2 separate regions of the Mus musculus genome follow, and region 2 is linked to region 1. Evidence: chromatin contacts called from public HiChIP or PLAC-seq data. All regions are on one chromosome and are shown on one strand. Each heading gives the region's core, a stretch centred on a gene start, on an enhancer-like site or on the middle of the called end of the contact. The rest is flanking DNA. Distances are from core to core; before and after follow the strand shown.

The links. HiChIP or PLAC-seq counts read pairs in DNA pulled down with a chosen protein or histone mark.
Region 2: a contact with region 1 is called in an H3K27ac HiChIP or PLAC-seq map of the HPC-7 cell line, with 6 times the contacts expected there. The contact joins two enhancer-like sites. A contact is called at or near these places in 1 of 15 datasets of contacts at CTCF or cohesin (the G1E-ER4 cell line), 9 of 484 Hi-C or Micro-C datasets (the G1E-ER4 cell line, the HPC-7 cell line, cerebral cortex and 5 more) and 3 of 115 datasets of contacts at active chromatin or transcription factors (the HPC-7 cell line, embryonic stem cells and intestinal villus epithelium).

What each region holds. Positions count from the first base shown.
Region 1 is chr2:68,975,942-68,980,348 of GRCm38.p6, reverse strand. The region is part of intron 3 of Cers6 (ceramide synthase 6); the gene reads right to left. Among named protein-coding and RNA genes, the nearest start is that of Gm52515, 9.9 kb to the right of the region's middle. Within about 2 kb of position 2,003, at least 58 of the 459 cell types and tissues checked have an H3K27ac peak or open chromatin away from gene starts, as enhancers often do. A contact at or near this core is called in the G1E-ER4 cell line and the HPC-7 cell line, where this site is marked.
Region 2 is chr2:69,040,976-69,045,254 of GRCm38.p6, reverse strand. The region is part of intron 4 of Cers6 (ceramide synthase 6); the gene reads right to left. Among named protein-coding and RNA genes, the nearest start is that of Gm52515, 75 kb to the right of the region's middle. Within about 2 kb of position 2,719, at least 40 of the 459 cell types and tissues checked have an H3K27ac peak or open chromatin away from gene starts, as enhancers often do. A contact at or near this core is called in the G1E-ER4 cell line and the HPC-7 cell line, where this site is marked.

The DNA.
Region 1 (4,407 bases), core at 754-3,253:
CCCTCTGTTGTCCTTTGACTCTTCTGTAGCTTTTATTCTTCTATTAGCTTTAATACCTTACTTCTTCATCCTCGCACTGAATAGACAAGCCTGAACTTCACTCAGTGGGGCTTGTAAGAACACGATTGGATGATGAAAGGAGAGAGTACAAGGGAATAGATGCCTCAGGTGATAAATGCTCACCTCCTACCCTTGAGTTCGCTCTGCAGAACTCAGAAAACAACGGCTGGACATGGTGGTATGCAGTTAACACACTAGAGCTAGGCAGATCCCTGGAGCTAACTGGGCTGCCCACCCAGTCTCCTTGGTGAGTTCTAGGCCAATGAGAGATGCTGTTTTAAAAACAGGGGGCAGTGGGTAACCTTACATGGCTGCTATGATCTTTGAGGTGAGGGAGTATCTTGGATATTCTTGGTGGGCCCAATATAATCACAGGGGTCACTGAAGAGAAGGCAGGAAGGCCAGAAAGTTGGAGTCAGGAGAGGAGAGGGGAGGGGGGGAGGAGGGAGAGGGGAGGGGGAGGGGAGGGAGAGGGGAGGGGGAAGAGGAGGGGGAGGGGGAAGGGAGGGGAGGGGAGAGGAGAGGAGAAATAGACCCAAAGGTTTTAGAGAGGAGAGGAGAAATAGACCCAAAGGTTTTAGACATCTCAGTAGTTGCCTAAATGTGGGCCTTAGCAGAAGAGTATCAATAAAGCCCCAGTACAGGGGAACGCCAGGGCCAAAAAGGGGGAGTGGGTGGGTAGGGGAGGGGGGGTGGGTGGGTATGGGGGACTTTTGGTATAGCATTGGAAATGTAAATGAGCTATATACCTAATAAAAAATGGAAAAAAAAGAAAACAATGATTAAAAAAAAAAAAAAAAAAACAAGGAGTGCTGGCAGCCTATAGCAGCTAGAACCCTCTGGCCACAGAAGCAGTGTAACCCACGGACACCCTGAGCTTATCCCAGTGAAAGCAGACCTTCTGGCTTTCAGAACAATAAGATAATAGATAGGGATTGACTTACACTACTCTCTCTTCATTTGCTAAAGCCTCAATAGGAACAAGTACACATGATACCCCAAGTTTCCTGAAGCTGTTCAAGAAACACATTTTTGTCATAATACCCTTCTACTCCTAGTAGCACAAAGCTAAGGAGCATCTACTCCACTCTGCTTTAAAAAAAAAAAAAAAGAAGGGGTCATGAACAAAGAACTCTAGCATGCCTGAAATGCCTCCACCCTACTGTAGCCAACATTTCACCTGCAACGTTTCTGCAGACACCAGCCTCAAACCACACTTTCATGCTGCACGCTGCAATCAGGCTGACCGTGAAGTGTCACGCCATCAAATCCTGCTCCCACGCTCTACCACAAACACTGCATCCTGATTAAGCTTCTGTTACAAGATTCAGAGCTCTACGCAGCTTGGTCGGCTTTCTAACCAGTTCTCTCTTCCCCATGTCTGAACTCCACCCAACAACAGGCTTTCTCACACTGTCCTGATGGAGGGCCTCTCTGCCCTCTGTGCTCTGACCTCGGCAGTAATATACTCCCTACCTATGTTCCGCATTCTGCTGGTGAGAACATTTCTTTCCTGGCCTATCTGAAGTGACACTTCCTCCACCACATCCCCCTCGTACTAACACTGTTCGTTTGAGGGCCATGGCCTTTGTAAAGCTAGAACCCAATAAAATACTCAGTGGTAACTTAGGACATCGATTTTATTCTCGTATCTTCCCCCTCCTGAATCGAAACTTACCAGAACTGCCATATATTTTGTGACACCTAGTTTAAGGCCGTCAAGAACTGGTAGCTTTCCTTTTGTAAGTTTTAATACCTTAATCTTGATATTTTCTCATCGGATACCCTTCTTTCAACATTTAAATCCCAGCCTTAGGGCCTCTGTGTGCAGAACCTGTTTGTTCATAAAGTATGTTTATTTCTCCACCCACGGCAGCCTTGTCTAAAAGCTCCAGGGGACTGCCACTCCTTTGTTGTAACTTTCATCATTCACGCATTCCAAACTTGCAAAAGGTCTCTAGAATCTGCTCTCATCCATCTTTGTAACGATGAAATTAAACCAGGGGACGCCGTTTCCAGGGAAAGCAAATCTTTGACTGAGGACACTTTAATAGCTTGTAGTTAAAATGATACTATTTAAGCGTCAGCTGGGAAAGGTCTACTGTGGAAACCACATTTTTCTCAATGAATGTTTTGGCAAATTAATAACACTGCCCATGAGGTGTGATAACTGCCGGTTTCACGGGCCTTCACCAGAGCCCACCAAGGGTAAGATGCTTGCACGACTGTATGGCTAAACTCTCATGTTAAGAGGTGGCCACTAGCATGCAGCAGCCACGTCCAGAAAGCAGCAAGAGGCATCCAGGGGGGAGCGTGGATGATCAGGATCATCACTCGATCATGATCGCTCCTCATGGTTATACACGTCCCTTGTTTGGGGATAAGTTTCTCAGATTCTCTAAGTCTTGATTTCCATGCCTCGAACACGAGGACCAAGTGAGGCATTATGAAAATTAGAAACAAAAAAATTAATGGATATAGGAAGCTTAATCTAGCATCCACTACTAACACGAAACTTTCAAATACAGTCAAGCAGAGTATATGCACTGAGACTCCAGAACTGTGGTAAAAATGGTAGAATCTTACACCGAAAATGTTTTAACTACACCAAAATATTCTTCCGTTTTTCTATTTTACCTTCTCAAATTTGTACTTATTGCAATTTCACTTTAAAACATTACCACCAAGTGGTCTGCATTTAAAGGAACAACGTATTTCTAACATATACTGGAATTATATACATGTGCAATATGTCTATGCATTAATACATAATTATTCATATGTATATATTACATCTGCTAGTTTAAATCATATTCCATTTTTATAATTTTTCTCTATTAATATTACTTATAAAAGTGTATTAAAATTAGTAATTGAACCAAGCTAATAATGTCAAAAATAACAAATTAAATCATAGCCTTCATACAAAAGAACTCTCTTCATTTTCACTGCCACGACTTCCTCTCCTTGGCCAGAGAAAAGACATCGCAACACTCAAGTTCTTGGCCATTTGGCCAGATGTGGCGGGTTAAACATTTGGCTGATTATTTGGGCTCTTGAGGCCAGCCATGCCCAGCTGAAACCTCTCTAGGGCTTTCTAATGATCTGATCACTGATGATCCAGAGCCAGGCTTGATTACTGAGCACATGGGGTTTCCTCTGGCAAGGTCTTGACTGGAGGGTTGTGTGTCAGCTTTTAGCTCCAAGACCAAACAGAAAATGTGTACCCTTTAACCAGAAATTCCATTTAAACATTATCCTGAAAAAAACAAAACAAGTCAAATGTACACATACAAAAATGTCCCTTGAAGCTTTCTTCCCTACTGTTAGGAAAGAAGAGGTGGTTAACAAATTAGATTTCCAAAACATGGAGTCATTAATCAGAATGAGGTACATCTTCCTATACGCCTCGACCTAGAAAGATGTATAATAAATTAAGTGAGGTGGGGGAAGTGTTAGAACAAACCAGAAGGCATGAACCCTTTTTAAATTGCATTCCAGTTTGCCTGTGGCATGAGCATCTTTTCACGTTTCAATTTGCTGCCACTACTGTGTGATGAGGGGCAAAAACAGCACCCAGGACCAGACCTACTCAAACCCCAGCTCCTCCACTGCCAACCGGTAACCCCACCTCCTCTTCCTGTCTTCCCTTCCTTCAAACGGGGATAACTTGCTCCTTCTAATCCGCTGACAAATTAAGTAAAATGCTTGGTTTAGAATAAAGTCCTTATCCACATACTTATCCTGGAGATAAATACTACATGCTTCTGCTTATAGCAGGCACCTTGAACAGCCACAGAGACAGAAAGAAGGGTGGCACTGAGAATAGGAAACCAGGAGTCAGGCCCAATGGGCAGAGTTTAAGTTCTTCAGGATAAAGTGTTCTGGAACTCTGGAGATGGACCATGTGGCTGACTACACAACAGTGTGAACATACTGTCCAAAGTCTGTCCACTTTTAAAAAGTGGAGATGGCTATCTTCGTGTTGCACTCGTGACTATAATCGGAAATACGTCCCTTCGAGCAGGACTTTGCCCAAATCTAGGGAAAGGAACTTTTAATGACAACAGATGCTAATAATATTATCGAATTATCACCACGCTGTGCCTCTTTAGGTCCGAATGGAAAGGTCTCAGTTCAAATTCTTTAAGTAATGTTATAGTGTTCACTCCAACCTCATAAACATCATAACTGAAGCTTACTTTCCCAAACTGCTTCCAGAAAAGCACAAGTTGGTTTTGGTTTGTTTGTTCTGTTCCATTGTTGCAATCTGATAACGGTAACTATCTTTGGGCAAGAGGCAGCAGGAAAGCCACAGCCTTGAACGGCCATCCCTTAACGTACAAG
Region 2 (4,279 bases), core at 1,470-3,969, 64 kb before region 1:
GTGTGCACGCAGGACACCCGACACAGGAAAACCCAGCACCCAGGGCTTCTCTTCCTCTCTCAGCTTCTCAACATATGTTTTATTCTAAAACGGAAGCCCCTCCCTGTGTGGATGTTCAGCTCCTAGACCCATGGCTTCAGTGGTCCTGCCATCTGGCTGCCCTTTGCAGAGGACACAGGTCTATCTCACACTGATCTGACATTAATGGTTTTGGAGAGAGGGAGAATCAGTCCCTTCCAGGGACAAGTTCTGCTCTTAAGGGATCATCTCTAAACACCTACAGATAAGAATTACACTAAGGGGCCTCATCAAATTGTCTTCATCAACCAACAAATAAGCATATATATGTCTGTTGCAATGATAATTAAGGAATGAGCAGCCATGAGGATGACAGAGGGAATGGGAAGAGTTAGAGGAAGGAAATGGAGAGAAAATGAATGACATAGAATACTCATGTAATAAAAATTTAAAAACACATAAAGTAAGGAATAAGACTGTGGGAAACAACTAGGGGGAGTTTGGGGGGAGGTAGTGACTGTTAGCATTTTGTCTAGGCTCTACGTCACAGTTACCTGGCAACAGCCAGGTGTGCCTGACTCACTATAAGAGGGGCTGCTTGCCCCTCCTCTCTTGCCTTCTTGCTCTCCCTCTGTCCTCTCTCCCATTCCTCTCCCCGCCCCCTCTCCATGTGCTCATGGCCAGCCTCTACTCCCTCTCTCCGCCTTTCTCTGTCTGTACTACCCACCCTGTGCCTTGAATAAACTCTATTCTATGCTATACCCTCTTGTGGCTGGTCCCTCAGGGGGAAGGGATACCTCAGTTTGGGCCTGCAGAGGCACCCCCTTCCCCCAAACCTGACTACACATCCACAAAACATATTTCTTCTCTCCTTATCTTTTTATAAAACATAACAGTGACAGATATGATCAAAATACACTATATTAATATATGATATTTTCAAAGAATAAATAAAATATTATTTTTAATAGGTCAAAAATCTGAGAAGTTCAGTAAGTCTCAATTTTTACTGTTTTGGAAGCTCGGGAGCAGCCTCTTCCTGCTTCACACCTGACTGTGTAAATAACGCTACTAAGCTCGGGACAGACTTAAGGTAACTTGAACACATTATCTCATTTAATCCATGTACAACTTGTCAGTAATCAATGTAATACAGCTAGCAGGTGCCTGCCTTAAAAGATTTGCAAAGGACCTGGCAAGCTCATCAAATTGCTAAAACACAGATTGTGACTCAGTACGTCTGACTGGGGGTGGAAGGGAACTCTGCATTTCTGAGGCTCCCAAGTGAACATCGCACCATTAGACCATGACCCATACTTAGTGGTAACGTAGTATAGGCTGTAAAATGGCTGATTCTAAACAACTCATTATTACTTTACAGTTCAGCACAGATGAGCTGAAATGGCTCTAATAACCATTTGCAGCAGGGACTCTTTGCTGGAGGCAGTGGCTCTCACCCAACCTCTTTTAAAATAGCCCCTGTATAGCTAGCCTCCAGCAGTAGGGCTGTGAGCAGAGTGAGTTACTTTGGGATGCTTCTCCTAACAGTGACTGGGAAGCAAGTCTGTCACACTCCTTCATGGCCACTGGAGGGAGACAATGAGTGCCACCTTTGGCTTTGAGATGGGTGTCCTGTTAAGACTGGCTTACTTTCAGATTGTCTGTATAAGACAACTCCTATCATGTCCATCCTATCTGAGCTACTGTGATACACATACACACCCCCAAACGCATGAAAGTGTCATTCCAGAGCCTACTTTGGTGGGGTACAGTAATGAACCCAGAGGTACCTAGCTAGTCAGTAGAGTGAGCTGCAAGAGCTACCCAGGCTCTTGCACTGTCCTCCCCCCCCCAGGTCCTCTCCCCCCACCCCCAGGTATAAAGAATGAGCAATTATAGCACTGGGCAGACATGCAGAATGTATTCCACGTTTTTGTGTATGTGGTTATTACCTAATAACTCTGAGTGCTATTACACTGAAAAGACCTCTCAAATGCTGTTTAATCTACAGAAATTCCCCAGGCCTTTTACACGGAGGGCCCCATGTTCTCACTCACCAGTGAGATACTTGGCCTTACTGTGTCACCCCATGTTCGTATTGGTCAACAGCTAGTGAATTAACACTATTCTTTTTAATTTCTAAACGTTTACCACGGAGTGATTTGTGTTATCCTGAGCTGATATGCTGATAATTTAAGACCCAACGTCACTGCATCAGAGGCAGATCCTTTCTATAGCTTCCTTCCTCTCCACGCACATGCTCAGAACAGAGAGCATGTGGAGAATTCAGTAAAAGGTGGCCATCTGCAGATGGTCTGCTGAGGGAAGTGGGCCCTCACCAGACAGTACTGCCTGCCAGACATTCATTAGGAGCTTGCTGCCTCCAGGGCAGAGAGGACTACATTTCAGCCAGCCGCTGTATTTTGTTACAACAGTCTAAGCTAACACAGCATTATAAGACCACACTTCCCAAATGATGCTTACCAGCTACTAAATTACAAACCAACAGATTTCATTTTCAGCTGACTTACAAAGTATCTTATTAAGACTAAGGTTGCATTGTAGAAGATGAAAAACTACCTTTAACACCCTCAATCTAAACCACAAAGTACAATGGGATTTTTCATTACATTATGCACATCTGCTCACAGACACCAACTGAACAGCAAGCCCATCCATCAATAATTATACAGAGGCCCAGAGGAGGCGTCTATGGATCTGTTCACCCCCAACAAACCCAATCTCAGTGGCAGGACAGAGCCTTGGACACTGCTGGGGCTTAGCCTGAAGCCTTCATTTGTATAGAGACCATATACAAAGACATGAGTGATAATTATTTTTTTAACTTTTATTTAAAGAGTAAATAATGTCATGTTTCTTGGTATCATCTCTCATATAGAGACCCCATCATGAATCTAACATAAAAATAGTTAAGGTCTGACTGCTTTACCATCTGAAATAATTGTGGCAGTTTAGGCTAAAGAGAGAAGAAGTATTAAACAATCAGAGAAACTCTATAAGTAGTATATAGTTTACCAGGCTTAAAGATTAAATAAAAATATAATCATGTATATGCATTTAAATATACGTACATACATTTAAAAGAAGTAGCAAGTACCAAAGCTCAGGGAATAGAAGTTTCTTTCAAAATTAAAAAGAGAACATGAGTTTTTGTGTTGTTTTATCAAAGATGTGAAAGGTAAGTGGTTTATACTTAAAGTTAGTATTTTAGAGACAAAATTTCAGTTTCCGATCTCCATCAAAACTCCCTTCTGTCAGGCATAGTGGTACACATCTTTGATCCCAGAACTTCAGTGGCAGAGGCAGGGGGACCTGAGTCCTCAGCTAGCCTGATCCACATAGTGAATTCCAGGACAGTCAGAGCTCCATAGTGAGACCCTGTCTCAAAAGGAAAAACCAACAAAACTCTCCTGGCTCTCACATGGCTGAAGAAAGACAGCCTAAATACACTGTCATTTGTACAGATAAAACAATAAATGTGTGGCTTTTTGGATTATGTATGGGAATTCTAAGATAGTAATTAATCCCTGAGTTAAGTTAATGTGTATTAGTAATGTTGTGTTTGTATGTGTATACACACACACACACATACACACACAATCCTTTTACAAAACTGCTTTTGCTGAAACTACCCTGAAAAAACTCCTATCAAGCAACATTTCAACCTTACTATAAAAAAACAGGCTTCCACATTGGCAGTGAACTTATACTAGAAAAATCTCTCTTTGTTCACACTGAATTCAATCGGTAAGTCCCATAATACTGTGTTTTCTTTCTGTGAAAGCTTAGCATGTTTTCTTGACACCGCAAAGGGGGTCACCCTCTGTGACATCTCACCTTAGCATTGGGAAATTGACATCTAACCCTGACACTCTGTCATACCCATTGAACTTACTATTTAGCATCACCTTTCATATGTATGTATGTATGTATGTATGTATGTATATGTGTGTGTGTATGATGTTTAACATCTACATTATATAAATACTGAAAATCTTCATACACACTCAGTTGTATACTTTATTATAAGTCATATCAGTTTAGGAGAACAAATCTGGAGTTTATTACAATTCAAAACAATGAAAAGATACATTTTCATATTTCAAAAAAGGTGCAAATAAACTGTATTTAATTGTCTTTCATTATAAAGACTCTGCTTGTCAGTGGTGAGTAGCCTGGAACACTAAGCAGAATGTAAGAAGTATCCTGTCCTTTCTTTCCCAGGCCTGGAGATGCACCA